Linked DNA regions of Anser cygnoides: all the other regions are linked to region 1. The links are chromatin contacts, called in public Hi-C maps. All regions are on one chromosome and are shown on one strand. The core of a region is the stretch at or near the end of the contact, and the rest is flanking DNA. Distances in the headings are between cores, read along the strand shown. Region 1 holds the start of SLC38A9 (solute carrier family 38 member 9). Region 2 holds the start of DHX29 (DExH-box helicase 29). Region 3 holds the start of IL6ST (interleukin 6 cytokine family signal transducer).

Region 1 (4,066 bases), core at 989-3,488:
AAGCATAAAGAATTATTGCCAAAAATCAAAGCTGCGTGACAAACTTCATCCTGTTTGTGTATCTTATGGTACACTGTGGTCACAGTTTTCATGTGGCCACTGCTGCATTCTGAGAATTATAATGGACCTCTGGGAATTAATGTATAGCTGCTTGGAAACGGAGACAATAGCTTTGAGGACACCTGACTCATTTGTTATCATACTGGAAGAGGTAAGAGAAAGACCGAAAAGTTTCAGGGAGTGAAGACAAGGACCCAGCAGACTCATAACCTTCAATCTAGCCTGGTAGCTGTGCTGTGACTTGGTCTTCTTTGCACTGGAAGACAAAACCACGTTACAGTTTGCTTGTACTGCGAACCTAAGCTTCTATCTGGTTTGTCTACAGGCATGTGTATCAATGTTTTAAGGTGAGAACCCACCTGAACAGGTTAGTACAGACCGACAGCCCAGGCTACAGAAGGTTACCAAACAGGTTTACACCACAGCCGTCACAAAACTGTGTTGTTAGTCAGTTATCCTAGTCATCCCACAAGCACAGACTGTGCTTTGCTGGTTTGTAGGACTGCTGTTCACCAAAGAACTCTTCATGGAGGTCAGGTGGAAGAAGGCAGAGAGGGGAACTACTATCACAGCCTCCAGGGTGCCATCAGGGGTGCCAGCGCAGCTGGAAATACTGGCAAAACAGCATCTGCAGCTCTGAGAGCTATTTATCCAACAGCTCCACGTCAATAAAGGTGAAGTTGCTACACAGATGCTAGCACTGGTTCTGCAACAGTTTCTTTGTGTAGAAAGGAGACCCAATGGACAAGCCATCACAAACAAAGCCTTAATTCTTAATTTGGAAGTCATGCATCTTAAATTATCAGAGACTTAAATCAACTTTAACTTGTTATTTTTTAACTTGCTTAATTACAACTAAAGCCTTACAGAAGCAATTTTGCCACCAAAAACTGTTCTTATGGTTATGCACAGCAGTAGTTTCCTTTGCTTTGAGATATCTAGTGGTTCCTTTAAGTATAGCTCCCTGACAACTAGATTTCACAAATCAAACTGTGACAAGTTAACCTGTTTCATGCTTATTTAAAGCCATTACTCTTATAACCCCACCTCACAATCATGATTTAAATACTACAATCCACTAATACAAGTATTTACTTCAAATAAGGAAAATGACTTTTAAAAGTTCTACTTGGCGTGACATGGTCTTCTCTTAAATTCTGAACTGATGAATGGATGAATAAAGGTCATGGCACAAATCTAAAGTAAACTGCAGGCTATGCACATAGAAACTGTGAGAAATAAGCACGTTGTACAGCGAAAAACAGGAACTTCAAAGTTATACAGAAGAGTTTCTTGGTTCCTTTTCTGGGGCAATAGGCCCTAGCTTGAAAGGGACTGAAGAATGCTATACTGCTTCTAAGACTATTAGCATACACTCAGAGCCCCTTAAAACTGGCACAGCTTGCCACAAGTTAGCTTGTCCATACTCTCCTAGATCTGTATTGGTTGAAGATGATTAAAATGCATAACAAGTGTAAATTAATAACTGCTTTGGTAAAAAGCACTCTTGTCGATACAAACTGTACTGTTGTTGACCTCCTGCGTACCTTGGGCAGAACCACTGACAGATGATACCTACGTAAAATTAAAAAGAAATGGAACGATAACTTGTCTTCAACAATTAAAGCCTTTGTTACTTGCATATAGGTGTTTGCGTGAATTCTAAAGACACAGGTATAGGAATGCAAACAACGTTAGCGCCTTCGTCCTTGATCTACGTTTTTCCCACCACCCTTTAAAAGGGACGGGGGCCCACGGGCTCGTTAGGGCTGATTTAAGCTTTTCCAGGATTTACGAATCCCCCCAGAGGCCTCCATGCCCACCACAACGCCCGCTGCTCGGTTACGTTTCTCCTCCGCGGGCTTCGCGCTGGAGCCGGGCCGCGGCCGGGCGGCTCCCCCGCGACCCCCACGCCGCCCGCCCTCCTCCCGGCACACCGGGCACGCCGGGCCGCGGCTCTCGGCCGGCCGGCACCCGCCGCTCCCGCTCTCCCGACGGCCCCGGCTCGGCGCCGCTCCCCTACCTGCGGCGGCGGCGCTCCGCGGCGGGCAGCGGGCCGGGCCGGGCCGGGCCGGAGGCGGGCTGAGCCTCCCGGCGTGCCGGGCCGCGCAGTTCCGCAGGCGGGCCCGCGGCGGAGCCGCCCGAGCGCGGCCGGGAGGAGGGAGCGGGGCGGTGCCGGCAGCGGGGCGGCGCTGGCAGATCCCCGCCGGCTGGCGGCGGTGCCGGCCGGGGAGCGGCAGCAGCGCGCCGGGTCCGGCTGCGAGCGCCCTGCGGGGTGGCGGCCCCGTGGCTGCCCCTCCTGGGCAAAGGCAGCGCCGTGGCTGCTACCCGAGCGCCTCTGCCCGCAGCAGGCCTGCCGCTGCCGTTGGGGACACGTGCTGTGTGTAACTAAACGTGTCCTGCGCCTGGCTGCCTTCTCGGGTAAGCGAGGTATGGATGCACGTGCAGGTACCAAACAGCCCTGAAAAAAAGAATTGGACTTGTTAGTGACAATTGGTCAGGTGTCCATTGCTAGGGTAGTCCCAAAGCTGGGAGAAAAACGAGGAAACCTTGAAGAAAATAGGGAGGCTGATAGCTTGTGTAGTCTTTTAATTCACAGAACCATCGAATCATCTAGGTTGGAAGAGACCTCCAAGATCACCAAGTCCAGCCTCTGACCTAACACTAACAAGTCCTACACTAAATCAGTTGGAAAATAAGGAAACAGAGAGACAGGTACATTTAATACTGATTCAAAACACAATGGTTATATATAATATAGCACTAGTGCTCATAGAAATTCACTGTTCTGAAGGGAAGAAAATAACTGTCCCAGCTGCAAAGGGGTAAAGAGTCAGGAGCTTCAGTTTTCCTCCAGAGCAGGGAACAGAAATAATTCTGCTGCTTCTCCACTACAAAACACCATTTTGCACTATGAGGGATTTACTGTGGTACAGCAGATCCGTAATAGGGCAGGTCTGAACTACATTGGCAAATCACACAATGGTTTCTGGAAAATGGAATCAAAGTGTCTTGCAGGAGAGATGCCTTGTGCCTGGATTTACCAGAGCCTTTTATGCTTGGCAATCAAACACACCTACGTGAGGCTATCATTGTTTTAAAATCCCTTTGTTGTTGTTGCTCCTAGTTAAATCAAGTTGGGAATATGTCCTTTTCATAGTTCAGACACTGGTTAAAGTAAAACTGTAGGGATTTTTATAGCTCACGGTAAGGGAAACTGCTGAATTGCATTGCATGTAAGGAAGACAGCAGAGATAGCTTCCCCACGTGAGAAAGATATTTCAAAACAAGCTAGACACCAGTCCCAGCCTGTACTCCTTCCTCAAGCACAGCCCAAGACAGATTGCATGGCTAAGCAGCAGGACTATTCCTGTGAGAAAACTGCTGCATAATCTGAATTTCAGACCGCAGGAGGAAATGAGGCAGCAGAGACTACCACCACCCATCATCGCCCTGAAATTCGGCTGCATGCATGCAAGCTGAGTCAGACCAAAACTTCTACTGTGTGTAATGCAGAAAACTCACTGTCATCTTTTGCACCTGAGCCACCCTTAGAATGCACCTTCTGGATATTTGAAGATTTTGGTCAGGGAGTCAGGAAGTCCAGGCTCCTGATGCACTTGAGTCTGAAATGCAATGCGAACACTGCATGCTGGCACTATGAAGTGAATAAAACTAAAACACACAGAAGCAGAGATGTAACTTTTCCAGCATGCGAGAAGCTAGTCTTACTCTTGCAAGGCTGCCTACTATGTCCTGTGCTATGAAAGACTTAGATAGTTATAACCATAGAAGATACATGGTTGCATTCTTGGTCATTAATTAGTCATTGAGTTATGCTAGGAAAAATGTTTTATTGCAACAATTGATTTGCCAGCAAGCAAGCCTAAGAGAAGTGTAGTGACTCCCCTGCCCCCTCATAAAAAATGCTGCCAACAGCTGACTTTACAGAAGTGCATTCCATAACTGCCTTGCAGTATTTGTGTTAGGGCTATCTGTTCTGGTG
Region 2 (4,066 bases), core at 847-3,346, 180 kb before region 1:
AAAAAATACAGGAATTCCCTTGACATAATGTAAGGAAAAAGTAATTTAAAAAAATAATTTACTGGAAAGAACAAGGCCTCTCTTCTCAGCTCACTAATCTAAAATAATTTGATCATTAAGACAATCCTGTGAGACTCTCCTTCTTATCTGGATTAGGAAAAAAAATCCAGACAAAATTTTAGTATTCTTAACATCTCTAAAACATGGATGAAGCTTTAGTTGTCACTGAGAGTGCCATGTAAAATCTGTATTCTTCCTCTGACATGAAGAAATACATACGTGCACAACAGAAGCCCAAACACTGCTCTTCACAGCCCTGCATGTAATGTATAATTTGTTACTTAAAAACAGATGTTCCACCCTACTGCTTTATCCCATTTCTCAAAGCACACTCAGAACCCCAAACAGCTCAAGCTCAAGAGACAAGGTCTAACACATGAACGTAGTTCATAGGTGTAACGTAACACATATAGCTGAAGAAATATTTACTCAGGTAAAAGAGTATCATGAATCACAACGTTCTTTTACCTAAAGAAGATACTCACCTTAAGAACAGACTTATCTAGATTTGCAGCAGCAGCAGCACTGGAATCTACTGGTGAACTAAAACTGTAAGTTTTTGGACCTGCAAATTGCAAACAACCATCAATTACATACGCAGAGTGCAGAGAACACTCTTTATGGTTTTTAAAGCAGATCCAACATGAGGCAAGTATTACACCAATATGCCAGTAACATGCATACACGTAAGAACAATAAGAACACTAAATGGTGTGGAAAGGCCATTTACCAATGAGTGGTAAAGAAACGAATGACTCAGGAGACAAAATATAAAATCCTGAGTGGCACAATGAGGAAAAATGATTGACAGACTACTATCCATACAAGAGCAGGGAATAATACTCCCCAAACAGGGAAGCTAATGGCAAGTTCAAAGCAAGCAAGAGTGATGGTTTGTTTGTTTTAATTACAAAATGCACAGCTCCATAGCACAGCTCTGCCACTGAAGCTGTGGGTATAGGACATTTGTCTAAGCCCAAGAGGAAGCAGGATGGTTTTGCACAATGAAATCTTTTTTTTTTTTTTTTTGGAAGGATATTGAATAGAAATACTACATGGCTCAGCAAGTCCTTTAGCCACAACTGGAGAAGGATGTACTCTCTGAAAGTATCACTGCATGTCTGGTCTGTCCCCACCTGGGTACCTGCATTTGGACCCAGTCTAGGGGAAGGTACTGGGTTACACAGGTCTGTGGTCTAACCTGCTACAGTCGTTCTTACTTTTCATTTAGCAGCTGTTAGTGGAAAAATATCTGTTCACAATGCTACTTATCATCACTGAAATTGTTTAGCTTCTCACAACAGCCAGCTTGATTCTAGATGCTGTTCCTTTTGAGAATGCAAGCGCTGTTCTTGGTATGGTGCAGACAGAAAGGAGCTGAGCAGCCTCGGAGCTTTCAGCAGCCTGCCAGACCGCACGGCACTCCGGAGAGGGAAGCAGGGTGCTCCTTGAGGTGCTGCTGCCCCCCAGCTCCTCAGCAGGACGACTCACCCGTGCTGGACAGCTTCTGTAAATAACTAAGTACTGTGGTGTTGGAGGTGCGGGAGACATGGAAACACAGGTATCAGAGCCCAGATTTGGAAAAGCATAGTTAAGTGGCTCAGAAGTTTAAAATACGGGGCGAGGGACTGCAGGACTTCATGTTAACAAGCTGGGATATGGGATGGCCTGACCCGACCGCTGCCCAGCTCGCCTACAGCCCGCCGCACCGGCTGGCGTTACAGGCAGCCCAGCCTCCCCGGACACCTCCGGGCCCCGCCGCTCACCCAGCCCCGCTCAACTCCGTGTTTCTCCCTGAAACCCACACCTCGTTACGACCCCCAGCCCCAAAACCCGCTCCGCCTCACCTTGCTTGACGCGAGGCTCCTTGCAGGCGGGCGGCGGCCGCGGGGCCGCTCGGCCGCCCGACGCCTCAGCGGCAGCGGCAGCACCGGCCTCGGCGGCGGCCCGCGCCCGGGCGGCGGCGGTGGCGGCGGCGGCGGTGGAGGCGGCATGGGCCGAGCCCCCAGCGCGGTGCTTCTTGTTGCGGCCGCCCATGGCGCTCCGTGCCCGCAGCGGATCCGGAACCGGCCGAGGCCCGGGGGCAGGCAGGAAGGGAAAGGGACGGGCGCGGGGCGGGGCGGAGCGGAGCGGAGCGGGGGGAAGATGGCGGACGCGTTCGGGGACGAGCTCTTCAGCGTGTTCGAGGCGGAGCCGGCCGCCGCCAAGAGCAAGGCGGCCGCCGCCGAGGCCGCCAGGAGGACGGGGTGAGCGGGGCCGGAGGGGGGCGGCGGGGGTCGCTGGGCACCCCCGGAGCGGGGCGGCGGTGCTGCTCCGGCCCCAACGCCGGGCACCCCGCGGGGCACGGGGCGGCCGGGAGGTGACTTGGAAACGCGTGGTGGCTCCTCGGGGGGGGGCTTCCCGGGGCGGCGGGGCGGACACCGGCTGGTTTTGTGGAAATGTGCTCGTAAAAGGCAGGCCTGAGGGTGCTCTGTGTGTGTGTGTGTTCGCAGAAAGCGATCGGAGGAGGCGCCGTCAGGGGCTGCGCCAGGGAAGGCCAAAAGGGAAGCCGAGGTCAATAGTACAGAAGATGCGGTTTCAGGAAAGAAACCAAAATTGGAAGACGTTGTATCAGAAGACACAAAGTAAGTATGCAGCCTGCTGTGTGAGGGAATTATAGCCGGGTGTACTTGTTAGCTGAACAACACCCGTGAATAGTCAGCGTATGTAGCCTCGCAGTGTTTTTGTGTGAAGGTGGATTTGCCTATTCGTTTTTTATTAACTTTACTTATGTGAGGATGTGCTAGTAGTACAGCTTCACCAGTGATGAGCACTGGAGGGGTTTAAAATAATATTGCAAAGCAGTAGTTAACCATTATGCAACGTTTGTGTGTTGTTACTGCACGTGGATCAGGGGCTGTTGGTCGAAGGCGTTGTGCTTGTTTCAGGCCTGTGGCAAGCAGTAAGCAGTGAGGAGGCAGGCCTCCTTCCACCTCACTGGAAGACATAATCAGCTTCGGATACAGGAATATGAACTTGACGAGAGGGACAGAAAAAAAGACTTTTGAGGCGTGTAAGATTATAATTGCAGGACGTATTTGTGATAGAAGTGTAGACGTTCTTTTAAATTTGAACACAAATGGCAGGTACCTGACATGGAGAAGAGGGAAAGCTTGGACATGTTGAAAGCTGGGGAGATGAGGCAACCGAAGGGTAGCTAGAGTGCCATTTTTGTGCCTTAGGATCTGTGCGCCTGTCTGTTTTCTTTCTAGAACCTCCTGACAGGTATTATGAGGGTTGTGAAAAAATAGATTGAAGGGACAGTGCAGGAACTTTGTCAGCGTAGTCTGTCTTAAGAGATTGTTGGGAACTTGGACGTTGCTGTTGGTTCAGAAACAATTAGATAAGTTCATGGAATAAAACTTCATGCGGAACTACCAAATACAGATGTGTACCTCCTAGTTCAAGATGTAGAAGACTCAACTACAGAAGTAAAAAGTGTGTGCTTGCTGAGTTCTTGTACCTTTCTCTGGGTGACATATCGCTTCTGTCAGACAGAATTCATTGCTCTTAAGTGGTCATTTTTTTCTCAAGTTCAAGATAAAATTTTCTGTGAGAACAGTCATGAGAAGACTTTTCAGAACATTGCAATCATAGAGTACTTGTACAGAAGCAAAGCAGAACCAGAGTTACCATTTTAAGTTAGTTTTTATGTGAGTGGTCTCAATAAAATGTGTACTTGTCTATTATAGCTTACTGAAGTATGTAAATACCGCATGAGAAAACGACTGTTTTATGCCGTGAGACACTAGCTGCTTGTGGCCATGAAAGAAGGATAAAGAAAAAGAGGGTTCTTGTCTTAAGGCAGCTGTTTGGGTTGTTTCAGGCTGCTGTTATTCAGTACCATAAAATACAGGTCTTGAATTTTGCTTTTGTATACTGAGAAAAAAAGTCCATATTTAATTGGAAAACTCTACAGGAACATGCTTTTATAAATGTGACCCAAGAGGAATTTTGTGATGCAAGT
Region 3 (4,066 bases), core at 654-3,153, 140 kb after region 1:
CCTCTGGCATATTTACCACTTCTGCCAGTTTACCAGTTTTGGGTCATCTGCAAGCTTGCTGAGGCTACGCTCTGCCCCATCATCCAGGCCATTAACGAAGATGTTAAACGCATACAGACCCAATATCGACCTGTGGCATCCAACCAACCTTTGTAGCACTGACACTACCCTCTGGGCTGGCTGTTCTGCCGGTTTTTAACCCACCTCACTGTCCGCCCATCCAGCCCATACAACAGCTTGCCTATATGGATCTTATGGGGTCAGTGCCAAAGGTCACAGTGAAGTGAAGGTCCACGTTTCCCCTAGTCTTCCTTTTGTCACCAATGTACTTACAGAAGCCTTTAGCCTCTATAAGCCCTGTCCTGACATCCCTGGCCAGACTCAATTCTGTTTGAGCTTTAGCTTTCCTAACCCAACACCCTGATGCTTAAACAATGTCTCCATATTCCTCCCAGGTTCCCCATCCTTTCTTCCACTCTCTGTATGCCTCCTTACAATGTTTGAATTTTGCCAGGAACTCCTTGTTAATCCACACAGGCCTCCTGGCATTTTTGCTTGACTTCCTCTTTATTGGAATACACTGCTCTTAAGCTTGGAGAAGGTGATCCTTGAGTATTAATCAGCCTTCTCGGGCCCCTCTTCCCTCCAGTGCCTTTTCCAAAGGCATTTTTCCATGCAGATCCTTAAAGAGGCCCAAGTCTGCCCTCCTGAAGTCCAGGTGGGGAGGTTGATTTCCACCCTCCTTCCTGACCCAGGGATCTTGAATTCACCATCTCATGGGCACTGCGGCCAAGGCTGCCTTTGACCTTCACATTCCCAACAGGCTCCTCACTGCTGAGGAGTACGAGGTCCATAGAGCACTTCTCCTCCTTGGCTCCTCTAGCACTTGGAGAAAGAGGTTACCATCACCAACAAGAAATCCAGGAGGTTCGTGGAGTGTATGTCCTCCTGTGCTCTCCCTCTCTCACTTTCCTATTGCAATATACCAACACTCAAATTATTAAGCTGGTTAAATTCAGAAATCACTCGCTTTCAGCAGATGATACCTTTTATATTTCATTATTCCTCAGCAAGCAACAGCGTTTAGGAAGAGAAGCGTAACTACTTTTACGTCCTATAAGGGCAGAGAGGATTAAAAAAAAAAAAATTCTTCGCTTCCCAACGCGTCTGACCTCTTCACTTTGCAGACCTTTATTTTTCCCCCTCCCCGGCGACAAAACCACAGCGCCACATCATTCCCCCAGCAGGTTGCTCTTCCAGAGAGACCTCAGCAGCAGCAAGCAGCCACCCAGACAGCCTGGAACACGGATCTCGCCCAGAGAGGCTGCGCAGTCTCCTTCTACGGGTCCCCGCGGCGATGCCCCGGGGGGGGAGGCGGGGGTGTCCCTGAGGCGGCCCCCGGGGGGTCCCTCCCAGCCTCGCCCGCTCCGTGACGGGACGAACCCCTCTCCCGGCCGCCGCCAGCCCGCCTGCCGAGCCGCTCTCCTTTGTGCCTCCCTCCCACCCCCCCAACCAGCCGGGCACGCCGCTCCCGCAGAGCAGACCCTCCGCGGGGCCCGGCGGCGGGCTGCGGGCGCTGTGCCCCCCGTGCCCCCCTCACCCCGCCGTTCCCCGTCCCCACAACAGCCGCGCCGCGCCGCACCGCACCACACCCCCACGGCGGCGCCTCAGCCCGGAGCCTCGCCCGGCCGCCCCCGCGGCGCGGCCCCGGTGTGTGGGTGCCCGCTCCTCCTCCCCCCCCCCCCCGCCCAGCCGTTACCTGCCGCCGGCCGCCGCCGCCCCGCCGCGCGCCCCTAAATAACGGCCCGGCCGCGCGCCGGCATCGCCCCGCCGCCCGTTACGCGGCGCGAGCGCGGCCCCGCCGCCCGTTACGCTGCGCTCGCGCGCGCGCGCGCCCCCGCCCCTCCCCGGCGCGCGCCGCCATTGGCGCGGGGGGCGCGTGACGCCGCGGGGAGGGAGGGGGGAGGGGGGGGGGTGGGGGGGGGACAAGGGGGCGGAGCTTCCCGTAACGCGCCCGCCGCTGCCAGGAGCCCGGGAAGGGCGGAGGGGAGGGGGGGGCTGTGAGGGGCGGGCGCCGCTGAGGGGCGTCCCGAGGGGCCGCGGGCACCCAGCCGGGCACGGGGAGCCCGTGGGTCGGTGAAGGTCCCCGTAAACGGTGCGGGCGGCTGCTTGGGGTGGTTGGAAGAGGTCCTCCGGCCGGTGTGGGGCCGGGGAGCGTCGGGGTGACCCCGGGGATTTTCCTCAGGTCGGCGGATCCAAAAATGGCTCCCGTCAGCGGGGCGGGCGGGGGCTGCGGGCTGCCCTCCCGAGCCCGGGTCATTCTTCTCCCCTTCCAAAGCGAGAAAAAAAGACATTTAAATGCCGCAGCCACGATTTTCAGTGCCACAGCCACAACTTTACGCCTTGCCGAGAGCCTCAAACTAAGCCATTTCTACCCAGGAGCGTACCAGACGTCCATGATGCATGCCAGAGCTCCTTCTCGCCACACGGCTCTAGCCTTGTGCCTGTGTATTTCTTCGACAACTTTTGGGCCTGAGTGGATTATAATACGCTTTTAGTCACGTCGTTCGGGGAGTATGCGGATTGGCCTGACAAGTAGGGTAACTACAGCAATACCTTGTCTCAAATGCTGGCTGGCATGAGCTGCTAATGAGAAAAGATTAAGAACTTTGAGGAAGGATAGCGGGAGATAACCTTTTTCTGACGTGTTCACATGTTCTCACAGGTTGAAACTTTAAACAGATTTAATACCGGTCTTAGTTTTATGTTCTGAAATGGTTTACTACCCTCAGCAGGAACATCACTGTTATTAACGCTGTGGCTGTTGTACATTTCATATGCAGCAGAAAGTAAAGCTGGAAGGGCGCTCAAGGGGTCATTTAGCTCCTCCACCTTTCCTCAAGACAAAATCAGCTATCCTTAAGTCATTTCTGATAGGTACTTATGTAACCCGCAGTTTAAACTGATTACTTCACCTCCCTATCCGCAGCTGGCACACTTTCTAGCAACCTCATATACCTGTAGTGTCGCTGTTTCTCCCGTTGGTTGTCTTTGCACTTAACCGAATTTCCATCTCCTCATGCAGGCTTTTGGGTGTTCATACCCTTCCTAAAGTATCAGGACAAGTGACCTCTGCGCAACGTTGCACAGTTTGTTCATTATGAAGAAAAGTACTTCGGCGTTAAGATTTGTCACTTTCTGCTTTCTCTTCAGGTTGTGGTTCCAGATGTGTTTGTGCTTGTGGTGATGTGAGAATCATGTGTAATTAGTAGGCGTTCTGTATTAGTATCTTTGTAGATATTTAAATTAGTATCTTTATGGATATCCCTGCCTCAGAATACTCCAAAAATAAAATAAAACAAATAAGTCTATGTTTGGCAATGAAAGGTTAAGTGGAAACAGACTCAAATTAGAAGGACAGCAATAATACTGTATTTTTTTCTTTCTTGTTCCAGCATATCCTCTGTCCTGTAAGATCATTACAGTTCTGCTGGTAAATAGACTTTCCAGGAGTAGAGGCTCAAGTCTCCCCTTTTCCCCTAGCCAACAGAAAGCCTCTTGTGACATTCCCATTCCGAAATCTGATAGCCTGAAGCAACTCTTGATTTATTTCCAGAACTTGTAGAACAACACCCCCCACACACTTCAAATGCAATCCCGTATCAGGCCTCACTTGACATAAATTGTAACTCCCCAAATAAGCAAGAACTGGTATATTTCACAGGCGATTTATAGACTTGGTGTGAAATGATTTCCACATTGTTGAAGTTGCACAGACGAACAATTTGTTTGCAATTGTACTTTTTTTTTTTTTGTATTGGTACAAATCGCGATTAATAGAGTAACAAGTTAGTAGTGGTATTCAGTATTGTGTGATCTCTTTTAAGATTTGCTTTCCCAATGATTTTCTACAGGTTTCAAAGTTAATGATGGCATCCTCGCCTATATACCTTATCTCCCCTTCAGAACCTTCTGCCAACTCTAGATGTATAGAAAAATACCATAAAACTGTAAGGAAATAGTCTCATGAACAGGCTGAGTCCCATTTCTCTACAGTGTCAGACAG

Evidence for each region. A called contact is a pair of places that touch in the nucleus more often than the background predicts.
Region 2: a contact with region 1 is called in a Hi-C map of liver, with 12 times the contacts expected there. The contact joins the promoter of DHX29 here to the promoter of SLC38A9 in region 1. A contact is called at or near these places in 2 of 7 Hi-C or Micro-C datasets (both in liver).
Region 3: a contact with region 1 is called in a Hi-C map of liver, with 10 times the contacts expected there. The contact joins the promoter of IL6ST here to the promoter of SLC38A9 in region 1. A contact is called at or near these places in 2 of 7 Hi-C or Micro-C datasets (both in liver).

The regions. Positions count from the first base shown.
Region 1 is chrZ:72,426,177-72,430,242 of Taihu_goose_T2T_genome, forward strand. It overlaps SLC38A9 (solute carrier family 38 member 9), which reads right to left and starts at 2,239. Exons shown (of 15, transcript XM_066987986.1): 1 at 2,084-2,239.
Region 2 is chrZ:72,249,390-72,253,455 of Taihu_goose_T2T_genome, forward strand. DHX29 (DExH-box helicase 29) reads right to left here and starts at 2,097. Exons shown (of 27, transcript XM_048049427.2): 1 at 1,908-2,097; 2 at 546-625. The coding sequence starts at 2,097. MTREX (Mtr4 exosome RNA helicase) reads left to right here and starts at 2,053. Exons shown (of 27, transcript XM_066988915.1): 1 at 2,053-2,306; 2 at 2,553-2,684. The coding sequence starts at 2,053.
Region 3 is chrZ:72,562,334-72,566,399 of Taihu_goose_T2T_genome, forward strand. IL6ST (interleukin 6 cytokine family signal transducer) reads right to left here and starts at 1,904. Exons shown (of 16, transcript XM_066988860.1): 1 at 1,760-1,904. It overlaps LOC106035612 (a long non-coding RNA gene), which reads left to right and starts at 1,987. Exons shown (of 5, transcript XR_010827941.1): 1 at 1,987-3,213.